2 separate regions of the Triticum aestivum genome follow, and region 2 is linked to region 1. The links are chromatin contacts, called in public Hi-C maps. All regions are on one chromosome and are shown on one strand. Each heading gives the region's core, a stretch centred on a gene start, on an enhancer-like site or on the middle of the called end of the contact. The rest is flanking DNA. Distances are from core to core; before and after follow the strand shown. Region 1 holds the start of LOC123165791 (probable homogentisate phytyltransferase 1, chloroplastic). Region 2 holds the start of LOC123167976 (adenine nucleotide transporter BT1, chloroplastic/mitochondrial).

Evidence for each region. Hi-C and Micro-C count contacts between places; a contact is called where the count stands out from the background.
Region 2: a contact with region 1 is called in a Hi-C map of leaf, with 2.5 times the contacts expected there. The contact joins the promoter of LOC123167976 here to the promoter of LOC123165791 in region 1. A contact is called at or near these places in 2 of 5 Hi-C or Micro-C datasets (both in leaf).

Annotation. Positions count from the first base shown.
Region 1 is chr7D:595,209,013-595,214,505 of IWGSC CS RefSeq v2.1, forward strand. LOC123165791 (probable homogentisate phytyltransferase 1, chloroplastic) reads right to left here and starts at 2,024. Exons shown (of 12, transcript XM_044583524.1): 1 at 1,836-2,024; 2 at 368-654; 3 at 151-234; 4 at 1-74. The coding sequence starts at 1,908.
Region 2 is chr7D:595,350,822-595,356,469 of IWGSC CS RefSeq v2.1, forward strand. It overlaps LOC123167976 (adenine nucleotide transporter BT1, chloroplastic/mitochondrial), which reads right to left and starts at 1,692. Exons shown (of 4, transcript XM_044585836.1): 1 at 1,166-1,692; 2 at 113-822. The coding sequence starts at 1,676. It overlaps LOC123167979 (a long non-coding RNA gene), which reads left to right and starts at 1,525. Exons shown (of 3, transcript XR_006484171.1): 1 at 1,525-1,749; 2 at 3,267-3,545; 3 at 3,613-4,203.

The DNA of each region.
Region 1 (5,493 bases), core at 774-3,273:
TTGTCTATTTCAATGTCGAACAACTGATTCAATCCAACAATATAGATGTTCATAAAAAGAGCGGCCACCACTGCCTACATGGGAGCAAAAGTGCATCATTTTTTATACAACTCCATCACTGTAGAAGAAAAGTGCTGCTCAAAGTTGTACCTCCAGCAAACCAGTGAGGAACAAGGGAGAAATGTCAGATAAGCTCTCGACAGCTAGTAGGGAAACTGAGACTATGCTTAGTGCCTGCCTAAACAAGAATTTTTCTCTTAGATCCAGAGAGAGTAAAAGCACGCCACAGCCCAAGCATATTAGCTTCATTAAGAGATCTTATACGCTCTTGATTCATGTAAATGAAACAACATCAACATGACTTAACTGTTCCTATGATGGTATGTGGCCGAGAAAACCTGTAAAACGCATCCAGAGAAGATGATATTGGCTTCCAGATGCTTGCAGAATCGTGTGCTTCAGTTTCAGGCTGTAGTGATTGACCAGCATTTGCAGAAGTATTTAGCGATTGATGTGCTATCCTATAGTTAGAATATTTCCAATCCAAGAATTTTTTACAACGGTCAACAGTAGGGCCTTTGGACGCTTGGATGGACAAAGAAACTCGCCCTTCACCATTTCGTTGGATGGAACAGAATGATGGTAGAATATGATCTGGAAAATCAGCATTTCAAAACTACGTCAAGCACTCAGGAAACAAAGATTGAAGAACTTCATCCATAATGCAAGGCATGTGACAATATGTGAACTCAGAGATTGGAAAATATATTGTTTGCTTAGTCCTTTCACTACTGAATAGGATCAGCCAAGAAGATAATGATATTATTTTTTTACATTTTGCCTACTTCATTTCCATAAGGTCAGCCCGTTATGCACGCCGAAAGAAGATGGGAAGCACCTGATAACACAGAAACGCTCGCTAGACTTGTTGTAGTACAACTGTACAACTGCTTTTTGATTACAGACCGCAATGAATTTTACACAAGCGAAAAATATCTGAGCATAAAGTAGTACAATAGCAGAGGAACTGTGCATGAAACTAGTACGAACATATCAGGAATACATCAGCGCATACGTTCGTGTCTGACATAATCGAACACTTGCTCAACTGAAACTAGAAACGCCCCAGCATTACCTTGATACCACTACTTCACAGCCCTTGCACACAGCATGACAAAATCATTCCAACAAAAACAGACAGGTTATCTACTAACCTTAATAACAAGTTAAAAACATGTCACTTAAAATCGCACCATAAATCTCTTCCCCATTCACCACCTATCCTCCTGGTACATGCTAAAAATTCACCACACAGAAAAACATGCGTCCCCTCCACTCACCATGAACAAAAGTACCAGGTGGCCAAAGAAACCGCTGTATTTCCCCCAAAAAATACAGTATTAAGCTATTAACAAAAGTACCGAATGGTCAAACTACTTCAAGTCGTCTACAGGTTCATTTACGCCTACCAGTACATCCATTTCGTCGGCCCTGATCCGCCGCAAAACCGAGCTAGCGAGTAGAAACACTTTGACACGACTTTTCCGATCGATTACCAGTGACAAAACACTGACCCCTTTCGGCTTACTACTCCTATTCCGGAAAAGGGCGGCGTACTAGGAGAACACTCCTATCCCATCCCAACGAACCGCACTCCCCGGCATCGCTTTTGCTCCCCGAATCCGGTAAGGTCAGCTCGCACTTGCTCCCGCTTAACTACATCCATTCGTCAGCGCCAGCATCTAGTCAAAGCTAGTAGTACTAACTGAAAGGCGCCAATCACCGGTACACCAATCATGCGGAGGGGTAGGGGACGGGGGAGTCGAGGCACTCACCTCGCCGGCGGGCGGCGGCGGCGGCGCCGGGCGCGGAGCGGAGCGAGGACGGCCGGAGGCGGAGCGAGTCCATCGCCGCGGCGGCGCGCGGGTGGGGAGTGGGCAGTGAGACGGAGAGCGGGCGGGGGACGGAGGGAGGGAGTGGTGGTGGAGAGCCCCAAAGAGTCGTGCGACGCAAAGTCCAAATCGTTGGACTGTTGAGCCATTTCCCTTTTTCCGAGCGTATGTATATATAATTGACCTTGACAGCGAGGTTAACACGTGGTGCATCGTGGGTAGCCTTGTCAGCGGTGACAGGTGTCTTGCAGAGAAGATTCGCACAAAAGCTAGCAGCCCGTTTGGCTTGCCCTGATGAATTAGCCCTGAGATTTAAGAATGTGAGCACCCACATCCGGGTGTCTCAAATGATGTCCAGTTATGCACAATTTTTAGACCATGAAAGTATCAACTACATTCATACCGGATGGTGTGTTTTGGGGCTCGTCAACGTTACTCGTAACAAGGTGATCATAAGGGCAACTATCAAGTGCATCAAAAATGCATGCCAAGGGACTTCATAGCTCAAGACCGAGGTTTTCTCCTCCGACGATGGAGAGATATTTTTAGGGCCCTCTCAGTATTACGATATTAATCATCGTTTGGCCAGACACAACGTGACATATTCACGGGGATGGCGGAATACAGAGGCGAGCAAAGAGAACAAAACCGGTAACGAGGATTACTTGGTATGGTGATCAAAAGTTGATTCATGTGGATACCAATAAGTCTCACCTCGGGTTTTGTAAAGTATCACGAAACAAAGGGAATAGCACACCGGAACAACATGTTCATCTCGGTATTAATTCATGTGGGCGTAGGGGTCAATACGGATGTCCACGGTTCGGCTATTGACCATTGAATGAAAAGGTAGTTCCGGGTCATGTCTACACTTTACTGAACCTTCAGGGTCACATACTTAACATTTAGTGGTTTGTTAGAATACAATGAGATAAATGAGAGTATGATAATGGGTTCCGAAAGTGTTTGGGATGACTCCGAAAGTGTTCTAGGAGTTCCTAGAATGTTCGCTAATGTCACAGAAGTGCCTGAAAGGTCCTGCAGGCTTTCAGAGAGATCTGGAAGGTTATAGAAGGTTCTTAGTGGGTCAAAGCCACGTCACCTTGGGGGATAAGGTGCCACCAAGGGCCCAAGGCAGTTGGACCAAAGAGTTCATATGGATCAAGGCAGCTTGGGGAGACTACTGGAGTGGCCAATCCAGGGAGGACTCCTCCTCCCTAGGTCGGCAAACCTCTTGGGCCTCCACCTATATATAGGTGGGAGGGGCACACCAAACACACACAAGCCACGGTTGCCCCTTCCCTCATTGCCTATGCAACCCGTTCTCTCCTCTCTAGTTTTCTCGGTGGATCTTTCATTCTAGATGGTGAAGCTCTGTTGAACTACTACTTCCGTATGTGTGGATACCGGCAGATGCACTGTACTTTCGGTGCTCGATCTACAAATTAGTTCGAGGGATAAATTCCCATGGCTGAGAGGAATATAACCTAGTCGCGGACCAACAATCCACACCAACTCTACTTCCGTTGCACTCTAGTTGGTAATGATCTGATCCGATCTCATCGACATCTTTATAGTGATCTTGGGAGTTGATTCCTAGGGTTTGTTTTTCTTTTCTACTACGTTTCCCAACATTTTCACTTTCCCTCCAAGGGGGTCTTAAGAAAGTAGTGTCATCCAGTGTTGAGTTTCTATTAGAAAAAGCGACAGGGAGTAACGGCGCGACAAAGTGTGCATTCCCTTCTAGTACCATAGCAAAGCATATGTCATAGCCCATGTGGAGAGGTTTATGAAGGAAATATGCCCTAGAGGCAATAATAAAGTTGTTCACTACTACAGGATGCTGCTAACGCGACACTACGATCAAAGACCCTTTCATGAAACTGTGTGCGATGCATTAATCACAAACGGGGATGTAAAAAAACGTCAAAAAGGTGCAAAACGTTTGCAATGGAGGATGCATCAAACACGGTTCAGATTTTAGTTGCGTGTGCAATCCAGGGCATACGGTTCAGTCCAATGAACCGTTTGCGATGAGGTGGAACAAAAGAACCTGGCATCCTGATGAAGGCGTGTGCGATGTACATCATACGGTTCACTCGGATGAACTGTTTGTGATTAGGCAACACAAAAGAAACGGTCAGCCAGATCAAGGTGTGTGCGATGTACGACATGTGGTTCACCCAGATGAATTGTTTGCGTTGAGACAAGAGAACAGAAATGGTTCAATATAACAAATACCATAAATATTGCAAGGTTCAAATTCAAAGATTACAGCGCCCAAATTCAAACATTGCCTGCTGCGTCATTTCTGAAAAGGGATCAGCCGCTGACAAGAGATGTATGGGTTTGACACAATAACTTCCAATTGCTTTGTCATATGCTCTTCCAATACGAAGTTTGGCATTTTTTGAGGCACTTCCTGTTGGGGAACGTAGTAATTTCAAAAAAATTCCTACGCACACGCAAGATCATGGTGATGCATAGCAACGAGAGGGGAGAGTGTGTCCACGTACCCTCTTAGAGCGAAAGCGGAAGCGTTAGCACAACGCGGTTGATGTAGTCGTACGTCTTCACGATCCGACCGATCAAGTACCGAACGCACGGCACCTCCGAGTTCTGCACACGTTCAACTCGATGACGTCCCTCGAACTCCGATCCAGCCGAGCTTTGAGGGAGATTTCCGTCAGCACGACGGCGTGGTGACGATGATGATGTTGCTACCGACGCAGGGCTTCGCCTAAGCACCGCTACGATATTATCGAGCTGGACTATGGTGGAGGGGGGCACCGCACACGGCTAAGAGATCCAAGGGATCAATTGTTGTGTCTCCAAGGGGTGCCTCCCTCCCCGTATATAAAGGAGTGGAGGAATGGGAGGGGGCCGGCCACCCTAGGCGCGCCCCATGAGGAGTCCTACTCCCACCGGGAGTAGGACTCCCCCTTCCAAGTGGGAGTAGGAGAGGAGAGGGAAGGAGAGAGAGGGGGAAAGGAAAGGGGGGCCCCGCCCCCCTCCTTGTCCAGTTCGGACTGGGGGGGAAGAGGGCGCGCGGCTGCCCTTGGCCGCCCCTCCTCTTCTCCACTAGGGCCCAATAGGCCCATTAGTCTCCCCGGGGGAGTACTCTGGTATATGCCCGAAACTCCCCGAAACCATTCCGGTGTCCGAACATAGTCGTCCAATATATCGATCTTTACGTCTCGACCATTTCGAGACTCCTCGTCTTGTCCGTGATCACATCCGGGACTCCAAACAACCTTCGGTACATCAAAACACATAAAGTCATAATATAACCGTCATCGAACTTTAAGCGTGCGGACCCTACGGGTTCGAGAACTATATATGTAGACATGACCGAGACACGTCTCCGGTCAATAACTAATAGCAAAACCTGGATGCTCATATTGGCTCCCACATATTCTACGAAGATCTTTATCGGTCAAACCGCATAACAACATACATTGTAACTAATGAGTTAGTTGCGGGATGATGTATTACGGAACGAGTAAAGAGACTTGCCGGTAACGAGATTGAACTAGGTCTCATAGTCATAGGAACATGTATAAGTCATGAAGAAAGCAATAGCAAAATACTAAACGATCAA
Region 2 (5,648 bases), core at 442-2,941, 140 kb after region 1:
AGCAGAGAACCTCAATAGCATCAGCAATACAACAGGCATTGGTTACATCACAAGATACATTTTAGCAACAAGGTCTATTGGGAATTGCCAAGTAGCATAAATGGAAAGTTACCTCAATCGCCTTGCTTGGAGCAACACGGATGACATTCACAAAATTCCCACGGAACAGCCCTGTCCACCCCTCTGTCTTCATAATTGTCTGAAACACTTCTGTCATTGAATCCCCATTGCTCCCAACCATCAGGTGTGTCCTAATTGTCTCCAACGGCGCCACACAAGTCCTCGAGACCGCCCCCGCAATAGCTCCACTAACCAGCCGCCTCAAATGCGGGTTCCCAATCTTAATTTTCAGTTTCAGCCCCCGCTTCTTGGCCTTCTTCCTAATAATCTTACCATCCACCACCACCTCCTCCTCCACAGACCCATCCACGGCCCCAACAACTGGAAACCCGACTGCCGACGAGACAAACTTTATGCAGTGATCAGCAAAAGGGATCTTGAACTCCTGCTCCGCCGGGCTGGTTGACACTGCCGGAGCAGGCGTCGACACTTTGAGACCAACGCTAGCAAACAGCCCGCCGTGAGGGGAGGCAGAGTCATGCAGCAAGCTTAACGAGAAGGCCTTGTTGTCTTCTTGCATATCCCAAGGGAACCGGAGCTCCGGAAGCTGCGGGATAGCCCACCCGTGTTTCTTCTCCGAGGCCAGCGTGCAGTTCTTGCTCTTGGCCGTCACGGCCATCATCGTTCCCGCCATGGGTGGGTAAACGTCTTGGCCGGCCTCAGACTGCAAACGCACAATCAGTGGTGGACGGCCGCCCTGCACTGACGGTCGCAACAAAGAGCATATTCTTAGCCACTCACTCCAAAAAGTTCGACACCACCAACGCACTACCTAAACAATATCAAATCATGTAAACTTTGGAACATGCACTGGAAAATCATACAGCAAGTAATCATCAAGAAATGATCATAAACATATTCTCATAATATCAAATCTACAGCAGGTACTCATCCAATAAAAAAAATCAAGAAAGAAAGTTTTCTTTTGAGCAAAGAGAGGATGCAAGAGGGAGGAGGGAGGGGGGATGAGGGAAGAGGGAGGAACGAGGGGGGAGGAAGGAGCGGGGAGGAGGAAGGGAAGGGCGAAGGAGTGGCGGCTACCTGCCTATGGACTGGTCGCCGGAGTAGCTCAGGGCGGCGGCGGCGGCGGCGGCTGGTCCAGGGAGGGAGGCGCTGCTGGTGGGGCTCCTGAGCCGGCAGCGGGGCGGCGGAGGCCTCGGCCCGGAAGTAGTGGCGGCGGGCCGGCGGTGGCTAGGAACCCTAGCTGTCGCGCTCGGGGAGGACTCTGGTCGGGAGCGCCCGTGCTCGCAAGGATAGGGTGCTCCGGCCGGCTGCACCATGCGCGGCCCAGCCGTTAGATGCGTAATATAGGGACAGGATTCAATGCCCTTCGAAACTTGCAAAAACCACCCCAAAGAAGTACAGAATAGCTGCTGTAACGTTTCCCCAAATGTGTGCTGCCCCCCAGTTCGGAACAAAACGAGCACGAGCAGAGGCAGGGAGGGGCTTAATTCGGGGCTCCGGCGGCGGGCCTCGCCGGCCGTGTGCTCCGGCTGCGACCTCGGGAGATCAGTGTCTCCACGGTGCTCCGACGTCCAGCGGACAGACCACTCCATCCCCGCCCCCTCCCCACACCGGGCGCCAGATCCGGCATCCGCCGACGCCGGAGAAGAGGGCTCCAGCCTTCAGGTACCCATCCTTTTGAATGTTACAACCTTGTCTTTTCACTGTGTATGTATTTTGGTTCTAATCCATCGTCCACTTTACATCGATCGTGTGAGATGTCCTATCTGATCCGAGCAAAATGTGGTGATCTCTCAGCTGGCGTGGGAAAAATAATAACTGAACTGTTGTATTTGGCTTAGACTACATGCATATTCAAGCAATTAGGTGTAGAGAAATATGAACAATCTATGGCCTGAGCAAAGTAATTGTATCTACCTGTTCCAAGTGCCTGAACATGAAGTGCTCGTTGGTCTAAGCGCATGACCGAGATCCATTAACACTTGCAATACGCGCCACACTGATTTGTGAGAATGCCCTGTCTGCTCTGTTTCTTCAGCATTTCCATCAAAACTAATACGGTGGTGGTTTTGGTTTAGTGATGAACCAAATGTATTAGCTCGTTGGCCTTCCTTTTATTTTGGACAAGAGGCGGCGCCTTATGTTCATTATCAAACACATTTTACATTCAGGATTTGGCAATCCTTAACATCTAGGTTGCCTAGCTTTGAAAGCATAGGACACTGATCACCTGTATGTGCTAAGCTACAACATGCCGTATTTTTGCTCACCGCCTTGTCTGATCTACTTACTTCTGAAGCACAGTTGTGAGCCACAGAGTTAAGGTTCCTTCCTTGGTATGTCATGAATTTGTATACGGATGTTCGCTGTTGTAGCAAAGAAATTTGCTAGCTGGTTTCTCATCACCCCAATGCCCAGGGGAAAGAAAAATATTTCTTGACACTGCTGCTTTGGCTGGGGTCAGATTATCCACCAGAAAAATGGCCTGCTTGCATCTGAATTTGGAAATTATTTCTGCAGCAACCTGAAGGGCTATATCTCCTGCTTGTAACGGGGAAGTGGCATGTTTGCCAGCTGCTGAAACATAGATGTTTGTTTCTACTTCATTTTCTTCAACCTGCATATGTATTCAATGTCTGCTTTGGTTGATCCTGCCTTGGTCTTCCTTATTCAGGTGCAAAAAAGTGGCACTACATTCCTACAGATTTAGCATTTTGGTGCTATGTGTCATCACATAGAGCATGATTGGTTCGATGCCAAAAGTTGGTATGCCAATATTTGGCAAATGCCAAATGTTGGCTAGTGATTGGTTGGCTATCAACTTTTCTTCTCAACCTCACAAAAAAGTTGCCAACATTTGGCAACTTTTGATTTTGCCAAATGTTGGCTTGCCAAATATTGGCAATGCCAATTGTTGGCATCAAACCAATTATGCTCATAATTCCATGATGCCATGCCAACTACATTCTGCTGTACTCACGAATATTTTTTATTAGCAGCATTATTGTAACTCTCTTTTTCTTAGTACATCTGAATGCCAATGCATTAGACATTTTCTTTGTTTGCTACTTTAGCATGGCATTGTTGATTTTTTGGAGTTCATTGTGCTACAGCTCTCATGACAAGCTAACTCTTAGGTGCTCCTGCATGTAATATCTTACACTTCTTTCTGCACTTACCAGGGAAGGATGGAGTCAATGGCAAGTATTGCTCCAAGTGCCAGGTCAACTACAGTGATGGGACTTGAAGATCATGCCAAGTTGCCAACAACTTTTCCTCGCCGTCGACGGCCACCGAGCACAAGGAGGGAGACGCGCTGAACTCTCCTCCTCCCTACCGGCACTCCCACCGCCCGCCGCCATCTCTGCCTGGCTCCCCCTTCACGGTGGCTGCACCGTTCGTTTCCTTCCCCAGAGGCCATGGCCTCTCACAGAACTGCCTCCTCTGTGGATGATGATTTGGTATATGCCCTGCTCTTGCTCTGCTCTGAGATCATTTCTTGGATGCTAATGGAATCGATTTCGTCAGGACTATGCCAATTATCAGGACGAGAAGATAGCTTGCTATTGTCAAGATGATTGGGGCTTTGCTAGGCACAAGTGCGAGATCTTGTTGGAATTTGCCCATCTGGTATGAGCTTAGTGATAGATTGGTGAATCATTGTATGCATTGCCTGGTGTTTAACAGAACATTGCACAAGTCACTCTTAAAAGAGGATGTTATGTTAACCAAGCAATTGTCACATGTGAATCGAATTTTCTGACGAGTGGTTAGTGATTTCTTGATATGTAGATATGGGGTGCTAGAAAAGGATGACTGCTCCTTAAATATATTGCTCATCTTTTGAAATGATATGTATGTGGCATGCAGTTCTTAAAAAAAAGAGTGTGGCATGCTCAAGTGTTGGATAAGACGATTCTGGACTTGATGTCTATGTAAAACAATCCTGGACTTGATGTCTATGTTGATTCTGGAATTGGACCCTTGTGTGGAGCCTGTACGTCCTGTGTGTTTTTGTAGCTGGCTCAGCAAGTTCCCAAACAGCATTATACTACAAACTCATTTTCAGTCTTGCCTAACTATAGTCCCGTGTGTGTTTCTTTGTTACTTTTTACAGTTGTACTGAACTATAGCAAAGCAGGCAATCATTTGTGTGAGTTGTACTGAACCGTGGCAAAGATGAACCCTTTGTCTTTTCTTGCTGTTGCTTTATACATACACCATCGTAACCTTAAAGTTAAACCCACTAGTGCATGGTTTTTTTTTCTCTATTTCAAAAGCGATTCTATTTTGCCTTTTCTCAAGTTTCTCAAGCAATTATGTTTAGTTAGCTGCATTATTGTGAAGCAACTATATCTACATTGGAGAACTCCTATGCTTCGTCACTTTTTTTTATCCGAAATGCTTGGTACTTTAACTCTGTTTTTCTACATATAAAATGTATATTATCCACCCCCTATGATTCTGACTCTGGATGTTATGAGCCAGTCTCAATCTTGACTTCACTTCCTTTTTATGCAGTAGGAGAATCGCCGCCGTCCCCGGATCCAACTAACCAATGCCAGAATGTAGATTTTTCACCTTGAAGAACCAATCCAAGTATATCCGAGCAATGCCTTCAACAAGGTAAGGACGTAAAAACATTGCCATTGGCAGGTATAACTAACACGGGTCAGACCTGGGCTTTCACCCTGGAGTTTTGAGACCGGGTGCTTGAGTAGCACCACCATCGACGCCACTCATGTGTTGTCGCCACCACTTTTTCGCGATCCCAACAGCTACATGTGATGTGTGACCGCCACGGCTGCACAACCATCCCTCCACGAGAAGTCGTCGCCCATAGTTTGCATCTCCCCGCCAAAGTCAGCCACTGGATCTGGAGAGAGGAACCCTCACAAAGATCTTCGGTTGGCCGCCGCAATCAGCAGCGTGTCCATCGCTGCAGGATGGAGTGGTCACGGCAAGGACCAACACTATTGGCGGAGCATGCCGTCGTCAACTACCACCTCGTCGGAGAGAACCCTGCCCAGGCCCGTCCGCCTCTGGGTCGACATGTCTAGGGTTGAAGCACGAAAGACATATCATCATCGCCGACGTGCGCTCGTGTGGAGCGCAACCACTGCCAGATCGATCAGAAGCGCATAGCCACCAGATCAGAAGCGCATAGCGGCCAGATTGGTGCCGTGCCTCCTGACCGAAGCACTACGTCCACCCCGAGCACGTTCGCCGCTGCAGGCCAGAGTGGTCACCACAATGACCAACACCGTTGGTGGAGCACACCACAGTTGGCTACCACCTCGCCGAAGAGAACCCTGCCCAGGCCCATTCGGCCCTAGGTCGACATGGTTAGAGCTAGATAGAGCACGGAATACATATCAACATCGCCGACGCGCGCCCTTGCGGAGCGCAGCCGCGGCTATATCAAAAGCGCACAACCGCTAGATCGGCGTCGTGCCTCCTGACCGAAGCACTAGGATTCATCCCAAGCACGTCTGCTGTCACACCTCAAATCACATCCTCACGCCGTCGCCTCGCATCTTCGCCATCGTTGGAAGCCCGCAGTC